Regions from separate parts of the Zea mays genome. Here regions 1 and 3 are each linked to region 2. The links are chromatin contacts, called in public Hi-C maps. All regions are on one chromosome and are shown on one strand. The core of a region is the stretch at or near the end of the contact, and the rest is flanking DNA. Distances in the headings are between cores, read along the strand shown. Region 1 holds the start of LOC100383197. Region 2 holds the start of LOC100273786. Region 3 holds the start of LOC100286281 (virulent strain associated lipoprotein).

Region 1 (3,164 bases), core at 23-2,522, 180 kb after region 2:
ATGAACAATGCAATTCATCTGCAGCAGCAGTGACTAGTATACTCTCATTGCAACTAATGATCAGCATTCCACAGAACAAATTCTGCCACCATTTGGACCGGCCAAATCCCCCCACCCATTTCAGGGGTTCACATCTCTGGCATATACTCGAGTCATTTGAAATGTACCTAGTTAATCCAATACATTGCACATATTTCACTCCTGCGCCACCATCTTGCCAACAACACCCTTCCCCTGCAAATGCTCCATCTCCACCATTGTCCCAGCAGATGCCACTGTGGGCAATGCATCATAGGAGGATCCATTATGCCTCCTCCCCGTACCAGCGCTGCTGTCAACCCCAAACCACCTCGCCACCCCGAGGAGCACCCCCGCCACGATGGCAGTCACGATGACGCAGTGCACGGACAGGGCGAGATCCATGACAGCGACGGCCCTGAGCCTAGCCTCGTCGACGTCGCACCGCGTGGCGGGCGCTGCGGTGCTGCCGGTGTCGAGGAGGCGGTGGCACCCCGTGGGCACGCACGCGTCGACGTAAAGATTGAGCCCGCTCTGCGCCGCCCAGAGCCCGCCCACGGCGCCCGCGCAGGCGAGCCCCGCCTCGGCGACGAAGTGGGCGCCGGCCGCCGTCGTGCCCCTCGGCGCGGAGGCGCAGAGCGACGAGACGAGAGAGGCCGCCGCCGCGGCGAGGAGGAGGAGGCGCGCGACGGCGAGCGCGTGCGCCTGGAGGTCCGAGTCAGGGAACGAGGCGGCGAGGAGGTCTGCCGCGCGGGCGAGCAGGAGGAGCGGCAGGGTGAGGAGGAGCGGGCGGAGGAGCGGGAGGTGGGGAGGGAGGAAGGGGAGCGGGAGGAGCGGGAGCAGTGGAGGGAGGAGGAGAAGCGGCAGTAGGGGCGTGGAGGCGAGCGGGAGGAAGGCGAAGGGGAGCGCGAGGAGCGGCGGGAGGAGGCGGATGAGCGGGTGGCGGAGCAGGCGGATGAGGTGGTGGTGGAGGGAGGAGGGCGAGCGGTGGGAGACGGCGGCCACGATGAGGTGGGAGAGGGAGGCGGCGAGGAGGGAGAAAGAGAGGGCGAGGTGGCACGCGAGAAGCAGCGCCTCCGCCATTAGGGTCAGTTGGAGCAGGCCGAGGTCCCGAGGAGGACGAGCGATCGATGCCTGAATTTTTTAGCAGGGTAGGGCGGCGAGAAGTGCGGCAGAGCGGAGGAGGGAGAGCGCGGTCAGCCGTGCACGCGAGGAGGACGGAGAGGGACACCGGTTGCCGCCGGTATTCGGTCGTCCCGCCATAGACCCGGTTGAAGCACACACTAACGATAAAAAGGACTTGAAAATTAACGTTCCGTTTTCTAATTTTGTTTAGTCCATTTAACGATCATGCTTTTCTACATCAAAAGAGATTTATATTACACATTAGCAAGGCCTAGCACGCTCATAGCCAACACATGACCTTCAACGCCGTGAGGAATTTAGCAAATTAGGTCACTCGTAGTTGACGTTATTCAAAATAGGCAGCCACTCGTAGCCATTGTAAAATTGGGTCGCTCTGGTAGTGTTTGTTTGTTAAAACGCCCCCACCGAGTTCTTTAGACATCTGACAAGTGGAAAATACCCTCTCCGTCTCTTGACGCCGTCTTGCTTAGTATCTTCTTCGTCTCTCCGTCTTCAACACGGACACACAAAAATCATCACAGTATAGACGTAGGTCTGGTGAGTGTCGCCCACGACGTCGGCCCCTGTCTAGCATAAGGTGCTCAGTTACTGAACCTGTGATTATGTTCCATGTCGAGTATTGAAAGGTACATTTTCAATTTCGGTTTACGAGAAGTCGAGAACCATGCCGAGTTTCAGTTTCTGTCTCAAGTTCACAAGTTTCAGTCCCTAGTTTTTGTCCCAAGTTCACAAGTTTCTGTCCCGAGCTTATGTCCCAAGTTTCAGTTTGAGTTCACAGTTTTAGTTGATATGTAGTTCATAAAAATCGCCTAAAGGGGGTGAAAAGGCGTGTTGGGCTTTTGCTTTTGAATCCTTCGGGATGTCAAAACCAAGACAACATAAATTAATATGTTGCCGGCTTCTTCCTTCATTTGGACAACTCGGTGATGCCAGAGCCAACCCATATTGGTTTTAGCAATTAAGCAAGTGTCAAGTTCAACATTTTCATTTGTGAAATCAACTACATATAATTGACCTTTTGAGACTCCCTTAAAAGCAACTGAATCATCACTTCTTCTAAAAACGGTAACACCAACATTTGTAAATAGAAAATTGTAGCCCATATGACATTATTGAGAAGCAGAAAGCAGATTGTAATCTAAAGCATCTACAAGGAATACATTTGAAATAGAATGGTCAAGAGATATAGCAATTTTACCTAGACCTCTTAGCAGACCTTGATTCCCATCCTCGAATGTGATTGCCTTTTGGGGATCATCATTTTTCTCATATGAGGAGAACATCTTCTTCTCCCCAATCATATGGTTAGTGCATCCGCTATCTATTATCCAACTTATTCCACCGGATGCATAAACCTACAACATAGATTTAGGCCTTGTTCGTAGGTACCCAAACGGTCTTGGGTCCTTTCACATTAGAAACAAGCACCTTGGGTACCTAGACACAAGTTCTTGGACTCTTGTGCCTGCCTCCAACATATTTGACAACTACTCTTTGCCAGATTTGCTAGTAAGAACATAAGATACATCAAATGTCTTAAAAGACAATTTGGGCTCAATTGATGCATCAACCATCTTTTTAGGCATTTTAGTAGTTTTAGCATGTGAAGTAGTATACCTAGAACTAGATGCTTCATTTCCATAAATATAAGCATGATGATGATCAGTATCATGAACATGAGCATGTTTAGCATGTTGAGCATGATAGTTCTTAGGATAAACAATGTAAGCACTATCATCTCTAACAATTAGAGCCTTGTCCTTAACAGATTGAGGATCTTTCTTTCCTTAGGCATTAATTTTAGTGTTGTCCTTGCCCCTAGGTTGGAAGCCAACACCATCCTTAATGTCAGGGCATCGCCCATTATAGAGCATGATATAAGAAAATTTAACATTTTCATTCTCTAACCCATACTCAGCAAGTTTAACAACTAGTTTTGATATGTGATCATTTTAATTCTTAATTAAAGCAAGGTGATCATCAATAGCATCAATATTAAC
Region 2 (2,944 bases), core at 244-2,743:
AACATATAACTTTCACGTTTAGAAATTTCAAAAAGTTTGAGTCCTGTGCAAAATGTCATGAATTTTGGTACCAGAGGTAGCATCTTTGTTGAAATCTTGAGGAAATATAAGTTTCACTTCTGGCAACATATGGGTAAACTCATATAGTGTTAAAAATATTATCTTTATATGCAAAGAAAGAAATAGAACGATAATATGCTTGGTCAAATAATCTACATTTAATAAATTACAGAATCAAAGTAGCACTCAATTGTTGGAACATGGCACTCCAATGGCTGAATGGCGTACCATGTAAATTGGAACTTTGAAAGTTAGTCCCTTGTGCTGCGTACGTGGGAAGTGAACACAAGAACATTCAAATTTTCATAAAAATGGTTACATGAAGAGGAAAACGACTCCATTGGTTATCTATTGCATCTTCATATTTTTGTACATGGAGTTGTCTCTAAAAAAATCAGTATTCAGCTGTAAATGAAATTTATTTATCTATTTGACATCTACCCAAGATAGAGTTTGCTTTCTGCCAAACACGAACACATAATCCCCAAAATAACCAGTTATCCCATGCTGGATCCTTTAGTGACAGAAAATCTAAAACTATCCTTGATTGCTCCAAAGGTTTCATAGTATGTGAATTTGTATGCTACAAACCTTGAGAAGAAATATGCATAGAAAACCAAATGCACAAGCCTGTAAGAGGTTTTTTTATGAGGCTAATTAAGATTCATATAAACCTTGTTGCAGTAGCTGATTTTTAAACTGTAATTTCTGCAGCTAAAATCTAGCATGATTGCAGAATCAGTTCAGAATGCAGAAACCACAAGCCCCATTGTGGCCACACTGCCACAAGGATCGATCAATTTGCAGCACTTCATTGTGAAAGAGCTAACCTATTGAGAACAAGATGGCAGAATCGTAATCGTAGATTGTTGTGTCGTGCTAGTGTTAACTGTTTTTTTTTAAGTTTCTGCTAAGTGCTAACTGGTTGAGCTGACTAAAGTCACTTAAAAGCTAATCCAAGTATCTAACCATACCAAAATCACATGAACCTAACAATAAGTAGCAAAAATAGCAACAAATTAGGCGACGGATGGATGAAAAATTCAGTCAGCACGGACCAGCGCTCCCTGTGAACCCGGAGATGAACTCCCGCCGTTTATCCTGCTCCGACACGTACTCGCTCTGCACAAACAATCCACAGCCAGGATCAATCCGTAGAACGAACCGATCAAATAAAACCCTAACGCTAGCCCAGCGGACCCCAACAGGAGATCCGATCCACCCCCGATCTGCGCGGGGGCGTGGCGCGGCACGGACCTGGTGGGCATCCTCGGAGGGGACGACCAGCCCGTGGAGCGGCGGCGAGTGGGCCGCCATCAGCGCGCGAATCCCATCAAGATGCTCGTCCCTCGCCGACGCCATTGTTTCGTCCGCCGGCGCCGCCGCAATCCGCACTCTTCCTCCGCTGGGCAGGTGCTGAAAGCGGAGCAGTTTGTTGGAAGTACTCCTTTCTGACGGGGAAAACGGAACGGAAAATAAATATCTCCCCTCGGGACGCACAATGGAAAGCCGTCGGCCTGATCTTTGAACTGTGGATTTATCGGCGGCGAGGATTGATTTTCTTTGCCTTTTTCTTCTTTTCCAATTCAAAGTCGAGTGTTTTCGGATTTGATCCGCACGACTAAAAATTTTAGTCCTACCATATTAGATATTTAAATATTAGTTAGTTTAATTTATATCTCTTTTCTACTATTATAATACAACAGTTTCATACCCACCTAACTAGCATAACATATACTGATTGCATCGGAAAAAAAAAGCTACGCTCAAGGGGAATCGAGCTTGAAAGCTCTAGTCTAGAATGCCTCGAGAGGTGCTACAGCAACCAATCGAACTTAATTGTTTTGATGATGTTAATGCACTCATATCCCTATTTAATAAAGGCAAACAGGAAAAATTCCATGATAATTAATCACTCCTTGGTATGCACAATCATGTCCTAAACGACTACCTTTACTGCACCGGAGGAAGTATGTCTCTGTGTTTTATATTTTATACTTGTAAATAGAAACTATAGTAATGTACGTGTACTTTGTTCTATGTATATATAGAGATCTATATGTATAAGCATCAATTTCAACATGTTCCATCATCGTCATAAAGTAAAAATGTACATAAATATCTTGGTTATTGGCTCCACATTCACACTACAACATACATATTTTTTGTTTTAAATTCTATACTCAGACATAATATAAAAAGTCTACCAATATCATATATGGAAATCATAGCAATGCACATGTATCTAACTAGTTATAAACTAATTACATAGATAAGAAACGGTAAAACAAGTTTATTAGGAACATCTACAACAGTGACTTAAATTAGTGCCATGTTTTTAAATATAGGTCTCAACCCATAAAAAATAGCTCTAACGGTGTTTTATTTTATAAATTTTTATCAAAAAATATAGAGCACATCATGAAGGTATCCAAATATACTACACTTCATATTAGTGACAATCCTTATTTCTATATCGTTCTTAGCATTTCATCTTTTAATAATATAATTTACTTCTTAACATACATGATTTAGGGCCTAATCGTTGGAGCTCAATTTATTTTAAATGTTCTAAACTCTTTAAATGATGTAGTATTTTAATTTTTTGGGGCACTATTTTTAAGCACCTTGTTGGAGATGCTCTAAGGAGTGTTTGTGACTCCTTTACTCCACCATTTTTAGCACTGCTCTACTATCTCCATTGTGGAGTGGCTCCACCGTGGAATTTGCATAGTTTTAAACTGTTTGGTTTGTAAGATAACTCCAACTTCAATTAATAATATAAAATATCTATTATATATTTTATAGATCTATTATTGATTGGTAAAAAATATTCAAATGCGTCGAGGAGAATGAGGCAAGCAACAATGGCAGCAACAATCAA
Region 3 (2,923 bases), core at 224-2,723, 240 kb before region 2:
CACGAACTCACGGATTTCACGAATGCGTGATACATGATATTACTCTTGCATAATTACCTAGGAGACGCTTAGGGTGTGATTGGTTGCCCGTTCAGGCTTAGGTCTGGCTCGATATGGCATGCGGGCTCGATTGGGCCAGTATCCTTACATGGAACCATTGTTGTTTGGTTGTATGCAGGTTGAGATGAGCTTTTGTTTAGTTGACCGTGTAGACTAGCATTTTTATGAAAAAATGATCAACGCGTATACAGTGAAATAATTGGCTCCTGTGAACTAAAACACAGATGCAGAACTTGGGTATAAAATGGTGGAAACCAACAACATGAATTGAAGATAAAGGGGGAAATTCTAAACTCACGTTCTACTGGGAAACAGGATAAGTTCTCAAGCACGGCATATCTGGAATTATAACAGGCAAGGCCTTATACATAAGCACAACTTATAAGGGGCAGTAAACAAGTTAAACCCCCTGAAAAGACAAAATACAGGAGACAATGAATTGAAAGAATAACAACAAAAACTGAAAATGGTTTCGCACCACAGAAAACAGACCTGCCATCTGGCTGCCATCAGAGCATGAAACAATAAGAAGAGATCTCCACCGTTTAAGTGTTTCTTACAGATACAGTTGCCTCTAGCATTGACAGTTGATATCCCGAATTTCCATTTCCTCCTAACCTCTAAAACCCTAGGAGCTGCCAACTGCAACTGAGACGTGCACCACCCGTTCTGAAGACCATGATTCAGGATTCATCATCGCCGCTCGCCTTCATCTCCTACCAGGACAGCAGAAGTAGAAACCCTACCCCCGAGACCGCCCCACTAGCCCAAAACCCTCCCGCAGTGCACGTTTCTCCGCAGCAAGCAACGGCAGACCAAACGTGACCACGAGAAGCGACCTAATTCCATACGCCATAGACCTGAACATTAGAGCGTGCAAACCATAGACGAGGGGCAGGGCGGTCACGCCAGCCTCGGAAGTTGGAGGAAGGGGAGAGAGTGTGCTCACTCGGCCTGCTTCTTGAAGTCTGCGACGCGGGCGCGCATGGCCTTCTCGATCTCCGCCTCCCTCTCTTGCGCCTCCATGGCGGCGGCGGCTTCGTCGTCGGCGCCCATGAGGTGCCGGTGTTGGCCGCCCTGCCGCAGCTGGAACGAGATCCTCTGACGTTGGGGACCGCGGCTGGCCCCGTCGCTCGTGGTCGCCTCCGTTTGCTACTGATGCCGTTTTCAAGTCTCGGCGTAAACACTCCAATTGCTGCCGCCTGCCGGTACTGTGTGATCTTGAGGGACTCGCGGTCACGTTGGGTCTGGATCTGGACTCATCCGGGTCGGACGACTCACATGGGCCTGGGCTGAGCTGGACCGGGCGGTCATATCACGCTGTGGGATTGGTGGCCCGATTGCTTTTGCTTCTCCCCAGCGCCCACCTTGTATACCTGGGCGTAGCCTTGGAGGTTAATTACAACTTCCCACAGATAGATTCCGCGGGCTGCGAGCATCCCCCACCTCATCGGCCCCCGCGTGCGGCGGCGGGCGACTCTACCTGACCTGGCCTGCGTCCTCCCGCTTTCCAGCCAGCAAGCCAGACTCCGCCCCTCTCCGAAGGCTCCGATCGTCTGGTTTCGTCCAGATCCGGCTCCGCTGAGGCTCTAGATCGCGTCGCGCACGATGCAACGCGACCTGTCGCGGTCGCTGTCTCCGCCGCGCCGGCGTCGGCGGTCGCCATCACCCGAGCGGTACCGCGGCCGGAGGGGCCGTAGGGACCGAAGCCCTAGCCGTAGCAGGTCCCCCTATCGCCCCTCGTATAGGTGACCACATCTCCCGACACACGCCACAGAAATCTGGCGAGTCTTCGTTTTATTTTTTTGGGGTTTGTACTGTAAAAAATTTGAGGCGATGCTGATCGCCTTCATTCGAATTTTGTACTATAGCTTGGTTTGTGACTGTTAGAGGTGGATAGTGTGGTAGTATATTGTGCCATATCATACTTGAATTAAATATGATTATGAACGTCAAATTTCATAACACCATGATTTCTGATTTCCAAGGGGAAAATGATTTGGATGCTTTTGCATTACAGAATTAAAATAAAAATGCTTCGATGCAGCATGGAATATATCAGCAGATGAAGCTTAGATATAGTTATGCCATGTTTTGCATTACCTGCCTATACAGACTAACAAGAGTTGTTTTCGTAAAACGCATGGAATCTACAAAGATTTTACTCTGTGCTGTATTGCTGTGGAATGCTCTACCCCTGTAACAGTGTCTAAGGTAACTGCTTTTGCCCATGTTTTAGGGCTTCAAGAGATAATGGTAATTCCTTGTCTATTGTTGTGATGATCCTAATTTTATCCTTACAGTGCTCATCTTTGTCTTGCAGAAGGAGGAGCCCTTTCCCATCCCCGAGAAGGCGTGAGAGCTGTTCTCCATCTCCTAGGAGGCGCAATAGTCCACCTCCATCACGGAAGCGTTACAGAAGAAAGAGCAGTCCGAGTGTCATTAGCTCTCCAGTTACTGCATCTCAAAGTTCCCACCTTGGGTTGGAAGAGAATAAGAATGCTATTGATACGCAAAGGCTACAAGAAGAAAAGAAAAGGTGGGAAGTATCTGCTTTACTATGCAGTCTACATTATTTTTTCCTACAGAGTCAAATGTTTACTGTTGCACCCTTTGCATAACTCTTCTGTGATGCTAACAATGAAATTGTGCTGATTTAGTTGCTATTTGCACTGGAATGTGTCACAAGGTCAGCTCTATTTGACAATCTGTTGTCCATCTGTTTTCCAGAGTACATATGTGCAATATTATTTTGGATTTTGCAAGTATTACAGATATAAATACGACTTGAATATCTGACAGCTGTGTGTGAATCACTTAGGTTATATGAGACGATTGTGGCTTAAGGTGCAAGTTTAAATTC

Evidence for each region. Hi-C and Micro-C count contacts between places; a contact is called where the count stands out from the background.
Region 1: a contact with region 2 is called in a Hi-C map of ear, with 3 times the contacts expected there. The contact joins the promoter of LOC100383197 here to the promoter of LOC100273786 in region 2. A contact is called at or near these places in 9 of 25 Hi-C or Micro-C datasets (bundle sheath, ear, leaf and 2 more) and 1 of 3 datasets of contacts at active chromatin or transcription factors (leaf).
Region 3: a contact with region 2 is called in a Hi-C map of ear, with 1.9 times the contacts expected there. The contact joins the promoter of LOC100286281 here to the promoter of LOC100273786 in region 2. A contact is called at or near these places in 3 of 25 Hi-C or Micro-C datasets (bundle sheath, ear and tassel).

Annotation. Positions count from the first base shown.
Region 1 is chr2:230,683,899-230,687,062 of Zm-B73-REFERENCE-NAM-5.0, reverse strand. It overlaps LOC100383197, which reads right to left and starts at 1,272. Exons shown (of 1, transcript NM_001175859.1): 1 at 1-1,272. The coding sequence starts at 1,101. The coding sequence ends at 196.
Region 2 is chr2:230,865,154-230,868,097 of Zm-B73-REFERENCE-NAM-5.0, reverse strand. LOC100273786 reads right to left here and starts at 1,493. Exons shown (of 16, transcript NM_001157961.2): 1 at 1,318-1,493; 2 at 1,119-1,182. The coding sequence starts at 1,422.
Region 3 is chr2:231,106,165-231,109,087 of Zm-B73-REFERENCE-NAM-5.0, reverse strand. LOC100286281 (virulent strain associated lipoprotein) reads left to right here and starts at 1,473. Exons shown (of 3, transcript NM_001165736.1): 1 at 1,473-2,599. The coding sequence starts at 2,340. It overlaps LOC100278623, which reads right to left and starts at 1,283. Exons shown (of 9, transcript NM_001357827.1): 1 at 1,010-1,283. The coding sequence starts at 1,116.